Regions from separate parts of the Mus musculus genome. Here region 2 is linked to region 1. A link is a contact called in public Hi-C data. All regions are on one chromosome and are shown on one strand. Each heading gives the region's core, a stretch centred on a gene start, on an enhancer-like site or on the middle of the called end of the contact. The rest is flanking DNA. Distances are from core to core; before and after follow the strand shown.

Region 1 (5,947 bases), core at 1,851-4,350:
ATATACTTCATAGTCAACTTCTGTTCAAGTTCTCACTATCCCACATGGAGCATAGGAGCTGTCACCATTGAAGGAAAGAGTGCATTTTCTACAATGAAGATTAAGCACACTTTCCTGGACCACAGAGTGTTAGGTAAAGACGAGGTCCAGCTAAGAATGATGCTTTGGAATCCAGTGTGGAGATTGATAACAACCTCAACATCAAGACACTGCACTTTCTTTTGTTTTGTTTTGTTTTTTGTTTTGTTTGCCCTTGCCACATAGGAAAAGCCTCATAAGGCAAGCTGCTCCCAGGCTCTGATCTTTGGGGAGAACTCAGTGGATCCAGCCATCCCACATCCAGGAAAGGCAAGCCAGTCATTGCAGCAATGGACACTTGCTATTGACTTTCACGTTTCCAGCAACAAGCCCATGACTCTGCCTTGAAAGTAGCTGCTCATGAGAGAGAAATGGCCATGAAACATACTAAGAAAGGACTTTGGTAATTTTACAAAATACTGAAAGAAATAGTCCTGCTATTAGGATGATAACAGGTTATCAAAATGTTCTGGACTTGAGTTTTGCAACTGAAACTTCACATGAGCACCAAGTATTAAATCACGAAATGCAGGAGAACTCTGTGAAGCTCATCATTTGGCTTCCCCTAATCTCTGAGGCAACACCAACAGGCTCCATACACAGCTCACAGATGCTGGTGAAAGCAAGTCTGGTACTCAGACGGATGTACCAAAGATCAAGGCCTAACAGCCAGGGGCTACCTCTGGGGACCATTTCTCTGGTAGTCCAGAAGTTTTTCTTTGACACTCTCCTTTCATTCCACCTCTGCTAAGGTCAAAAAAAGACCATTGCCACTGTACACTCTATCTTGAGAATAAAGACCTTGAAAACTGAGGTACCTAGTATGGACTGATGAATAGAAAAGATATGACTAGAAAGGATAGATGGTGAAATAATATTCTTGGAGGAAAAACTACAAACCAAATGGTTCAAGGTTTCCTAAGCCCTAAGAAGTTCCCCAGGAAGAGGGTGAGACATACCTTTTTGAACTAGAAATTAGGGTCTTTGTGGAATTATCTGCAGCAGCCTAGTGACTGACCCGCTGAAGGCTATACATGTCAGAAACCTCTCTGACGACGTGTACCTCCAACTTCACTTTTCAAACTAGCCACGGTATTCTAACAGGCCACTGAACTTCCCAACGAGGCTTCCCCTTCTATATGGCTTTGAGGTTCTGCTGTTTTAGCTAGACAAATAGAAAATACTAAGCTGATAGGCTATCCTACCCATATCTTAGAGAAGCACAGCACCATAGAGGATCTGCAGGCATGAAGCTTGGGAAATGAGGAACTCAGAAAGCAACCCTAAGACTCCTTCTTCATGGGGGTCAAAGACTTCGAGTTGCCTCACAAAAAAAATCTCCCTTAGTCAAAGTGACTAGGGTTATTATCAGGACTGGCTTTGACCAACTTTGATACTAGATTGTACTGAAAACCACATAAAACTGGCACACCATTCAGGAACCAACAGCTGTGAGCTAATGAGCTGCTTTAGAAGTTGTCAGAGAAGTAGCATTTATCTATTCATGTGTGTACACATATTATTTCTATATCTATGTATTTTCATAGATGGATATATAAACACATATACATGTATGTTTCTCTCCCTACATACTCCTTGCTCCTCTCTCTTTCTCTTTCTAAACAATAGAAAAGATTCCCAAGCCTTCTTCGGTGCCATACATCAGCAATATCATGACCCAGATCCATTCAAATATTATTTCATTACCTAGGGGAATATACCTTGACCTTTTCTGTGGACTTGATTAGAACTCAGTCTGTTCCAAATTAACTTGCACCTTTTAACTCGTATACACAGTATCTCCCCAGTGATAAAGAGAACCCATAAAGTAATGGTTTTATTGTTCAACATTACACACTCTTGCATTCTATCTGGTAGTTGAATACAATGATGCTAGTTTCACATTCGTTTTCTCACTGTGTATAAATACTCTGTTCTTCTATTCTTCCTTGAATTATCTTTGCCACATTTTTGGGTTCCTCACTAATGAACAGAATACATTTTGACATGAATTCATTATATCTTCTATGAAAGCTTTTCTCCTAACTTAATTTGAAAATTATACTTTAAAAGTAGGCAGCTACTTACATATTCTCCGTTGATCTCCTCAACTTGCCTCAAACACTGGGCCCCTTTACAAATCTTCTACAAACACGTCTCCCGATGCAGGAAATTTCCATATTGGAAACTCATTGCTGAGTTAAGTCTACCATGTCATAACACCTTAGACAACTGATAAAATTGATAATATAGGCAATTACTCATCTGGGGTCTCTGGGAAGATTCACAGAGGAACACGTCTTGAAGAAGCAGTGAAGTCAAGAGAAGCTGAACTGAGGAAGGGAAGGGAAGACATGACCAGTTGGCAGGAGCAAAGATGGGAGAACTGGGATGCATAAAGTAAGGAGGGAAGCAGCAAAAAGAGAATCAATTATCTACTTCCCAGTAACTCAAAGTTAAAATGGTATCCCCTGTTATGTAGAGATGAGTGGATGAGTAAATAAAACACACCTAAATAGTTACAGACTGGATCTAGTGTGCAATACTGATCTTATCTTACAAACATACATAACCTGCTTGAGCTGTGTGCCAGGTAGACTTCAGGAAGGATGTCTGCTACGTACTATGGTCACCAGTGATATGCAAGGACAAGAGATTATCATTCCTTTATTTTCCTTTGACTTTGACAAAGTGATGTATAATCTGCTTCAAAGAAGCCATCGCCGCTTGAAAATGCACTTTTGTACAGCCGAGAGTGTCATAACTAAGCATCCACAGTCACCCTAGTCCCCTCTTTACCGTGGCCAGGAGGCCCTGTTTCCCATGACATTAGAGTAACTCACTGAGCAAGCAAATTACAGGTCTGAAGTCAGGGCTGTGTCCCTCTCACATCCCCTGCTTGGGTCACACTCTAAACGAAAGTCAGCATTTTTCAGATAGTTCATCAGCAATAGTGAAAGACCTCTCTGGCGAGGTCACTGAGCCACTAATGTAATCATGTGTGTGAGTGCCCCCAGTCAGGCTGAGCTAATTTCACATGAAGTAATCAGAGATAAGAAACTCCACTGGAGTCATAAAATCATACACATCAGGGACTCTGCCCCTGAGGAAGGTGAAGTTTACTGGAAAGGGAAGGGAGTGGAACAAAAATGATAAGAAAAGTGAACCAGAAAAAGAAATAAAGATTTTATGAAAAGTTAAGATAAATAATAGAACAACTCTTTTTTTTCTAGCAAAAAAGAAGTAAGAAGTCAACTAAGGACTCAGCCAGACTTTGCCAAGAAGAGAAGGAAAGTTACTTGCCAAAGGAGTACAACGTTACAGAAAAACAAATGGATGAAAGCATCTTCTCCATGTTCGCCAGGGAGGAAGGCGTGCTTAACCAAAGCAAAGTGCTTTCCCAAAGAAAGAAAATTAAGTCACTGGGCACAGACATCTCCAGAATGAAGGGAATCTGAAAAGTCAGCTTGGAAATCTTAAAGGCGGGGCGGGGGAGGGGGAAGGAGGGGAGGGGGAACTTTGCAGGGCTGGAGAGGTGGCTCAGCAGGTTGAAGCATTTGATGATCTTTCCAAACCCATGTCAGGTGACTCACAAAAGTCTGTAACTCCATATCCAGGGAATCTGACATTTCCTGAGTTACCTGAACTCATATGCAAATACCCATATACATACCCTATACATAATTAAAAGTAATAAGAATAAATTTGAAAAGTAAGGGATCTCTGGTGCTCCCAAGAGCCACAGTGAGAAGTGCAGTACTTTGTCAAACCCTTAGTTACAGAAGACCAGGGACCAGGGACCAGGCATCCCTAGAAAACAAACCTTTTTCATATCAAAACAAGATCCCATTGTTAAATTGGTAAGTCAAAACCAGAGATAAACTCCCTTAGTTATCACAAGGTTCCAATACTTCTCTTTTTATCATTTGCTAATTCTAAAACTATAGCTGACTTGAACACTTCTTTTAAAACCAAAAAGAAACCAAAAAGAAAAAATGGAAGAGAAGTTAACATCAAAAGCCTGCATGCTCAACTCTCAAGCTCAGGTAGGCACCAACCAGTTATTTCCTGTTTATTCGGGCCCTATGAAGCCCACATGTTGTAGTTCACTGATAAATGTTGAGAGAACTCAGTCAATATTGGGAGTATATTAATCTCATATAACATAGAAATTTAAATTTCAAATGTTCTTTAAAATGAAAACAAAAGAGGAGGAGAGCACAGGAGAGAGGACTCATGGGTAAGAGTAGTTGATGTTCTTATAAAGGACCAAGATTTGGTTCCCATCACTCACAAGGTGCTTGGCAGCCACCAGTAACTCCAGTTCCCAACAAATCCTACACCTCTTCTGGACTCTGACAGCACCAAGCACACACACAGTGCACATATGCACACACAGGCAAGACACCCAAATGCCCAAAAACTTAAAAGTCTGAATTTTAAAAATAACCAAAGTACTCAAAGAAAGTAGATGCAAATACTGGACTTCACTGGACTGAGTCTCAAGGTCAGAGGAAGGATTGAAGCAAAAATTAACATTCTAATTTCTGTGTAAATATGGAGAAAGTTCCTGACATTCTTTCCATCTTGGGAATGTAATATTCCAGGATCTGCAATAGTACAACAAAAGTACGGAGTGCCTTGGACAATAAAATCTTGTAGAATGAAAGAACACACATGATATGCACTAACTGATAAGTGGATATTAGCCCAGAAGCTCAGACTACCCAAGATACAATTTGCAAAACACATGAAACTCAATAAGAAAGACCAAAGTGGATAAATCGATCCTTATTAGAAGGGGGAATGCCAGGCATTGGTGGCGCACACCTTTAATCCCAGCACTCGGGAGTCAGAGGCAGGCGGATTTTGAGTTCGAGGCCAGCCTGGTCTACAGAGTGAGTTCCAGGACAGCCAGGGCTATACAGAGAAACCCTGTCTGGAAAAACAAACACAAAACAAAAACAAGAAAATTAGAAGGGGGAACAAAATACCCATGGATGGAGTTACAGAGACAAAGTTTGGAGCAGAGACTGAAGGAATGACCATCCAGAGACTATCAATCTTGGGGATCCATCCCATAAACAACAACCAAACCCAGACACTATGGCAGATGACAACAAGAGCTTGCTCACAGGCGCCTGATATAGCTGATGGGCTCTGCCAGTACCTGGCAAATACAGAAGTAGATGCTCACAGCCATCCATTGGACAGAGCACAGGGTCCCCAATGAAGGAGCTAGAGAAAGTACCCAAGGAGCTAAAGGGGTTTGCAGCCTCATAGGAGGAACAATAATATGAACTAACCAGAACCCCCAGAGCTCCCCGGGACTAAACCACCAATCAAAGAAAACACACTGTGGGACTCATGGCTCTAGATGCATATGTAGCAGAGAATGGCTTAGTCGTTCATCAATGGGAGAAGTCCTTGGTCTTGTGAAGGTTCTATGTCCCAGTATAGGGGGAAGGGATAGGGGATTTTCGGAGGGGAAACTAGGAAAAGGGATAACATTTGAAATGTAAATAAAGAAAATATCTAATTAAAAAAAAAAAGAAAGTCTCTGTAAGTTCCTCTGTTCCTTGAAAAAAAATTATATTAAAGTCTTCTCACATTCTGTATTAGTATGAAACTCAACTACGCTACTGGATTTAGCTAAATTAAAATGTGAATGATTGTTATATGGGGCTGAACACTAATTAAGTGCTTTAACCTCATTCCTTATGTATGCATACGAACGTATATATCTCTTTCCAGTGTTAGGAACTGAATTATGTCCATTCTGATATTCAGATGATTAAGTGCTAAACTCACTTCGCAGAATGCAACTATATTCGGAGATACTGTTTCTGAAAGAGATAAACACTAACAT
Region 2 (5,902 bases), core at 2,892-5,391, 240 kb after region 1:
TCCAAGTGATGATTTCTCGTTTTCTTCCCTTTTCTTTTTATTTTATGCTACTGTTCTAGGAGATGCTATACAAGGCAGGAAAATACTTAGGCATGGTAAAGTCCCGCTTGATACCTTGAGATGCTTAATCCCATTTCCCTTTGTGCCTGTTCCGGAAGCCTGTGGCAGAAAAGGAAGGCACAGGCAGGCCTGGGCCTGCAGAGACTCAACCTGCAGATGAGCAATCTACAGGAGTCAGCATGTAGCTTAAAGACAGCGAGAAAGCCACAAAAGAGTCAGCAACAAATAGAGCCAACTCTTGGCATTGAAATCAGGAGCTGGCTGGAGGACTGTTTTAGCAAAGGACAGACATTGCCTCAGGAGTGGGAGGGCCACCACCTTCTTAATTATTAACTTCTCCTGTGCAGTCTTCAGCATCAATGCTGACTGCCACCTGGCACCGTGCTGCGGGATTTCCCACCATCCTCTTTGGGGGAAATAAAAACTTATATTGGAGAGTGAAACAGAACTGACTCCTGGCTCTGAAAGCCCGTACTTCCTTGTTCCCCGCTTGCTTCATCAGCATTTCATAGAGGAAAAACATGGATGACTTTCAGGCTGGTCAAAGTCACTGATGGGGTGGCTTTCTGAGATGGGTCTGAGCCACCTTAGCTAGGAATCATTACAAAATTCCTCAGGAGCCTGAGACCCAGACCTGTTTTGTCTTGTTAAATGGGGCCATAGCGTGCTATCAGTTCTACCTAAGACTGAAGAAAAGGAAAGGAGCAGTCGTGACAGAAATGTAGAATCTATATCCGTGAAGAAGCCAGGACCATGGGGATGGATGCTTGCACCCCAGTTACAATGGAAGGGTAGCCTCTAGTTCCAATCACGGCCTAAAGTCTGCTCAGGGCTTATACACTTGACCTTCATCCAGAGTCACCTTGCTTTTAAAAAAAAATTAATCTCTGTTGATATAATATTTATATGAAAAAACATAAACTACATCCTATAAATTTTAGGAATCAACTAGATCACTTCTATTTAAGATGAATCGTTCAATCTCTTAAGAGCTAGGACAGCAAATCTGCACTGGAAAAATACCAGTCGTCACTAAGTTTTGGAGCTTTCTCAAAGCTAATGGTCCTTTCACCCCAAACAGTTCCACAACACTTAAGACAGTCTTAATACTGAGAATGACCTTATGGTGATCCACGTGAGAGCCAAAAGTCACCCAACTTGTGTCTCAATCATTAGCTTGATTCTCATTTCTGCCTACTCTAGGGAAAACATTCAAACCAAATGATAAACATACAGGGTAGTGATGGCTTTCCGTCCTCAGGGGCTCAAAGTCTAATGGGGTATACAAGATAAGCAACCCCATGGCAGACTATAAGTAATTGTACCTGAGAAATTAGCTTCACGTAGTACTTGAAAGGTAGAGATTATCTTAGCTTCCCCTTGGAGATCGGCCAGAGGCCCTATGACCCAGCTCCCAGGCCTTCTTTCCATCAGCAAAAGCAAAATCCAGGGCTCCATTCCTGCCCCCAATCATAGTTGAGTGAATATCCAGCACCCTTCCCCTGTAACCAGTCTTCCAGGTTTTACAATGTGGAGAGGTATGCAATTTATTTATAACTAAATTTCTTCCAAAAGAGATTTAAAGTAGCTTACTTAAGCACTCATAGATCCAGGGCAATTTTTAAGAGAAACCTAAATATGTATATGGCTAGAGAAGGATAGACTGGCTTAGGAAAAGGTTGAACATGCCAGAAAGCACTGTCTTTTTATTGCATTTCTTTATGTATCTTTTTATTGTGGGATGTGTATATATGTATGTATGTGTACGGTGTGGATGTGGATATGGTATGTTCTTGTGTGTGGTATGAACGTGTGTTTGTGATATAAATTTATGTGCTCACCAAAGCACATTGCACTTGTGAAGATAAAGGGGCAATTGGTGGGCACTGGTTCTCTCCTTCCACCATGTGAGTCTCAGAGATCAAATCCAGGTCCCCAGGCTTACAGACATTTGCCTTTATCCTCAGAGCATCTTACCAGCCCAGAAGACTCCATATCTGAATAAAGACTTTATTATTATGCCATCCTCAGTGAAGTAGGAGAAAACACAATTAAGTCTGAATGTTCTTGTCTTATAAGGAAAGAGCAATAGCCATTTGGGGAAGGGTATCTCTGGTTACATCTACATGACAAAGAACAAAGTCAACCAATGTCCTTGTTGTTACTCAAATAGCAGCCTTAAAGTGCTACACTTAGGAGAATGGATGCTTTAAAGCATAAGGAACATTCTGGAGCCTTCCCTCACAAAAACTTTACAACATACAAACTTTGCACAGATGATAAAGTGCATAGAGCCAAAGGGGACCCATGCTATGGAAGTTTGTGAAGTTTGGGTCCACACAGGAAATCCTTACTCTATATTGGCCACTAACGTCTTAGTTAGCTACTGGCTGCAGCCAAGCACACAAGAGTAATGCCCTGAGTGTGGCATACAGCCATCCCCATTGTCACATACAGCCTACAAGGATTTCAGCCATACATCAGAGTCATTCTACTTGAAAGGATGTTTAGCAAAATCTAGTCATTTGTCTTTGCCTTGTTGTTTTCCCCCTTTCTTTATCTGGAGACACCTGCTTGATTCTTCTGCTGAGATAGTTCTCCTGCTTTTCTACTTCTATTTTTTGAGGTGTTGGTTTTGAATTCTTGCATCTTAAATTCTCCTAATTTACTGTGTAATTAAAACACGCATGCACATTTGTCCTCAATTAATGGAGACAAATTATTCCCCAGTGGAAGACAACTCCACTCCAACTTGGAACCGAGCAGGGCAGATAGGCCTAGAATTTAAATGTTATCTAGTGATCTCATGTTATTTTTTTTGCTGAATGAAAATTTAAGAAGTAGGTTAATCAGGGGCCAATGAGATGGCTCAGTTGGTAAAGGGGCTTGCTGCACAAGCCTGACAATTTGCTTTCAGTCCCAAGAACCCATGTAAAGGCGAAAAGTTGCCCTGTGACTTCTTCCAATGTCTCTGTCTCTGACTCTCTCTGTCTCTGTCTGTCTGTCTGTCTGTCAGTCTCTGTCTCTCTCTCTCTCTCTCTCTCTCTCTCGCTCTCTCTGCTTCCTCCCTCTTCCTTTTTCCAAAGCTCACAAATTAGAAAATACTCTGCTTCACAAAAAGAAAACGATTTTGTTCTTTAAAAGAAAGAGTGAGGTTAACTTGTCCTTGAGAGACAAACATCTTAAAGTCTCCTTGGCATCTGTAGAACCACCCGATTCCACACATTCCCCCCGCTCCTAGTCTTTATTATCTTAAGAGCAGTAGCAACTTGCTTTGAGATCACCTTTAGAGAAAGAAGAACGCGCTGCAAAGGGCAGTTGAAGCTGGCAAAATAGCATTTAGGTTGAATACCCAATGTCTGTTTGCAGTCAATCAATAAGTCCATCATAAGCCTACACAATAAAGGCTTTTGAAACGTCTGGAAACGTGAGAAAAATCACAGTGGACTAAAGAATTAGCTGACATTATTTATAATATCTGAGTAATTCTCTATCAGCAATGTGTCTATATGTGCAATTTAGGCAGGAAAAATAAGTAAACATTGCAAACTTACTCATTTAGGTGTGATTATGAATCATTTGTGAAAAATACAAAATGAAGTAAGAATAAAGCATTTTTCATGCCTAAGCGAGACTATGACAGGAAACACCCGAGCTCAAGGGATTTTTCATTTACCATAACTTTCTAAATGGACATTGGGAAAAGAAGAGGCAGAAGAACCGCTCATTTTGTAGATCAGCTCATCTGAGAAACTGCACTCAGAGTTTAAAATGTCTCTTTATAAAAGTCCAACATTAATTCAAGTGGAGAAGGAAGTTATGCCCATGTGTAGACAAGATAACTGGGCTGACAACGGAGATTAAAGAGCCTTGAAGTATCCTTCTAAACTTATTGACAAGGAGCTTCCTAGTAGGCTTGCTATAAAATTTACAACACGTCCTCCCAAAGGCCACAGACCTTCCGACCAGCAGGTAATTCATAGAACGGATTCTAAGCTGGCTCATTGTAAGGGACTAACAGAGATTTACACTGAGTACTTTGTTCAGGGTTCAACACACTTTAATTACATCAGATAACACCTGCTGTTCTCATTTTTCCTGGAAACGGGCTGAGTCCAACTCCTATTTATTTAAGCGCCTGCAACAATGAGTCTCTGCTGTGTCAAAATATGAGGACAAAACTGAAGGTAAGGAGGAAGGACAGGAAGAAACCTGTCTTGGGCCCAGCTCTTGATGGGCCCTGAATTGTCCTTTTGAGGCTTTACAACAGCTTAACCTAAGAGTCGGGTGGGAACACACTGGGGAAGAGCTGGGCTGAAATGAAATTTGGGTCTGGAAAGAGTCTAAGCCCTGGTGTGCTAGAATGTTGCTGCAGTGGGACCATGACTTGTGCACACTGCTGCAGGTCAGCTACCTGGATTGCTCCAGGTACTATCATTTGGCTAGGCCTGGTCCTTTCTCTATAAGCTTAGGACAAGGATGTTTGCTGCTTTTTATATGTAGAAAGAGTATCTTGTGTATTGAATGGGTGCATCACCTGTCAATTAAAAAAAAAATCTATAGCTTATAGGAAAATTTAAACTAGAAGGTAGGACATCAGGTATGCAGAAAGAATTCTAGGATAGAGTTGGACATGGGAAGAGTAGCCAGGGAAAACATGAGGACAGACACGTGGTGCCGGCGCAGAGGTGACCAGTAACATGGCAGAATGTAGATTAATGTAAGTAGATTATGTTAAATTATTAGCTAGTCAGTGAATGAGCCTAGCTATATGGCCTAAGTATTTATAAGTAAATTTTCAGTCTTAGTCACTAATCAGGTTGCTTGGGGCTGGGAGGAAAACAGCCCACCATACAACATTTATATGTATCCACAAAAAGAAAATTTATTAAAAGGAAGTATGTGGAATTTTGGTCATGTTGTCTGGATCCCAGTGGCTTGTGCATTATTAAGAAAAACAAAACAAAACAAACAAACAAAAAAAGCTCTGTCATTAAGCTATATCACCAACCCCCAAAATGTGTGTTTCCATCCAATTTAAAACAATCTAACAGTCTGTATTTAGGGAAAGGCATACTAGGCCTAATTTAGGTAGGAGTACACTCTATGAATATGAGAATAATAGTAACAAAACACAAAGGCCAGGCTCTTAGATGGAAAACCCAATATTATTTGGAGTCACATCCCTCAGGAAAATCAGAAAGTGGGAACAGAGGCAGTGTTTTAATAATACCTTTAGGACGGTCCACATTAAAGAGACAAAAAAGAGGAGGATGCTAAAGGCCAGGCCTGGACATAGGTATCTAAAATTCTAGGCAGTGAGCCATGATGCTCTTGTTCAAAGCATGCTGGGCAACTGGGTAAGATCCTATGTCAAAATAAAAACAAACCAATGAACAAAGATACCAGGGACATGGCTCAGTTAGCAGAATGCATGACTCGTATGCACCAATGCCAGAGTTTGCGCTCCAGCATTACATAAAACCAGACATGGTAGTGTGCACCTATAATCCAGCATTCCAGAGGTTCACTGTCATCTCATAATGAGTTTAGTATTTGCCTTGGACACCGGAGACTCTGACCTCCAAAAGAAGATAATATATAAATGATAAAATCAAAAGGGATGAAAATTTAGCTCACAGGAGAGTAGTTGTTCAGTATGTCTGAGCCCCTGGCTTCCATCCTCAGCCACACCTGACCACCCCACCTCTCCAACTCTTAATCAAGCCTCTATGCTCCTGTTCTCCTCAGCTCTTCATTATCTTAAGTGATATAAAAACAGAAAACAGACATTTGTACTGAAGCGCGTCATCCATTTTATAAAGTTACTCATTGGCTGACA

The links. A called contact is a pair of places that touch in the nucleus more often than the background predicts.
Region 2: a Hi-C map of the G1E-ER4 cell line shows a contact between it and region 1, with 4 times the contacts expected there. The contact joins two enhancer-like sites.

The regions. Positions count from the first base shown.
Region 1 is chr15:52,952,246-52,958,192 of GRCm38.p6, forward strand. No RefSeq gene overlaps it. Among named protein-coding and RNA genes, the nearest start is that of Gm41323, 22 kb to the left of the region's middle. Within about 2 kb of position 3,101, at least 16 of the 459 cell types and tissues checked have an H3K27ac peak or open chromatin away from gene starts, as enhancers often do. A contact at or near this core is called in the G1E-ER4 cell line, where this site is marked.
Region 2 is chr15:53,196,025-53,201,926 of GRCm38.p6, forward strand. All of the region lies in intron 1 of Ext1 (exostosin glycosyltransferase 1), which reads right to left. Among named protein-coding and RNA genes, the nearest start is that of Ext1, 150 kb to the right of the region's middle. Within about 2 kb of position 4,142, at least 19 of the 459 cell types and tissues checked have an H3K27ac peak or open chromatin away from gene starts, as enhancers often do. A contact at or near this core is called in the G1E-ER4 cell line, where this site is marked.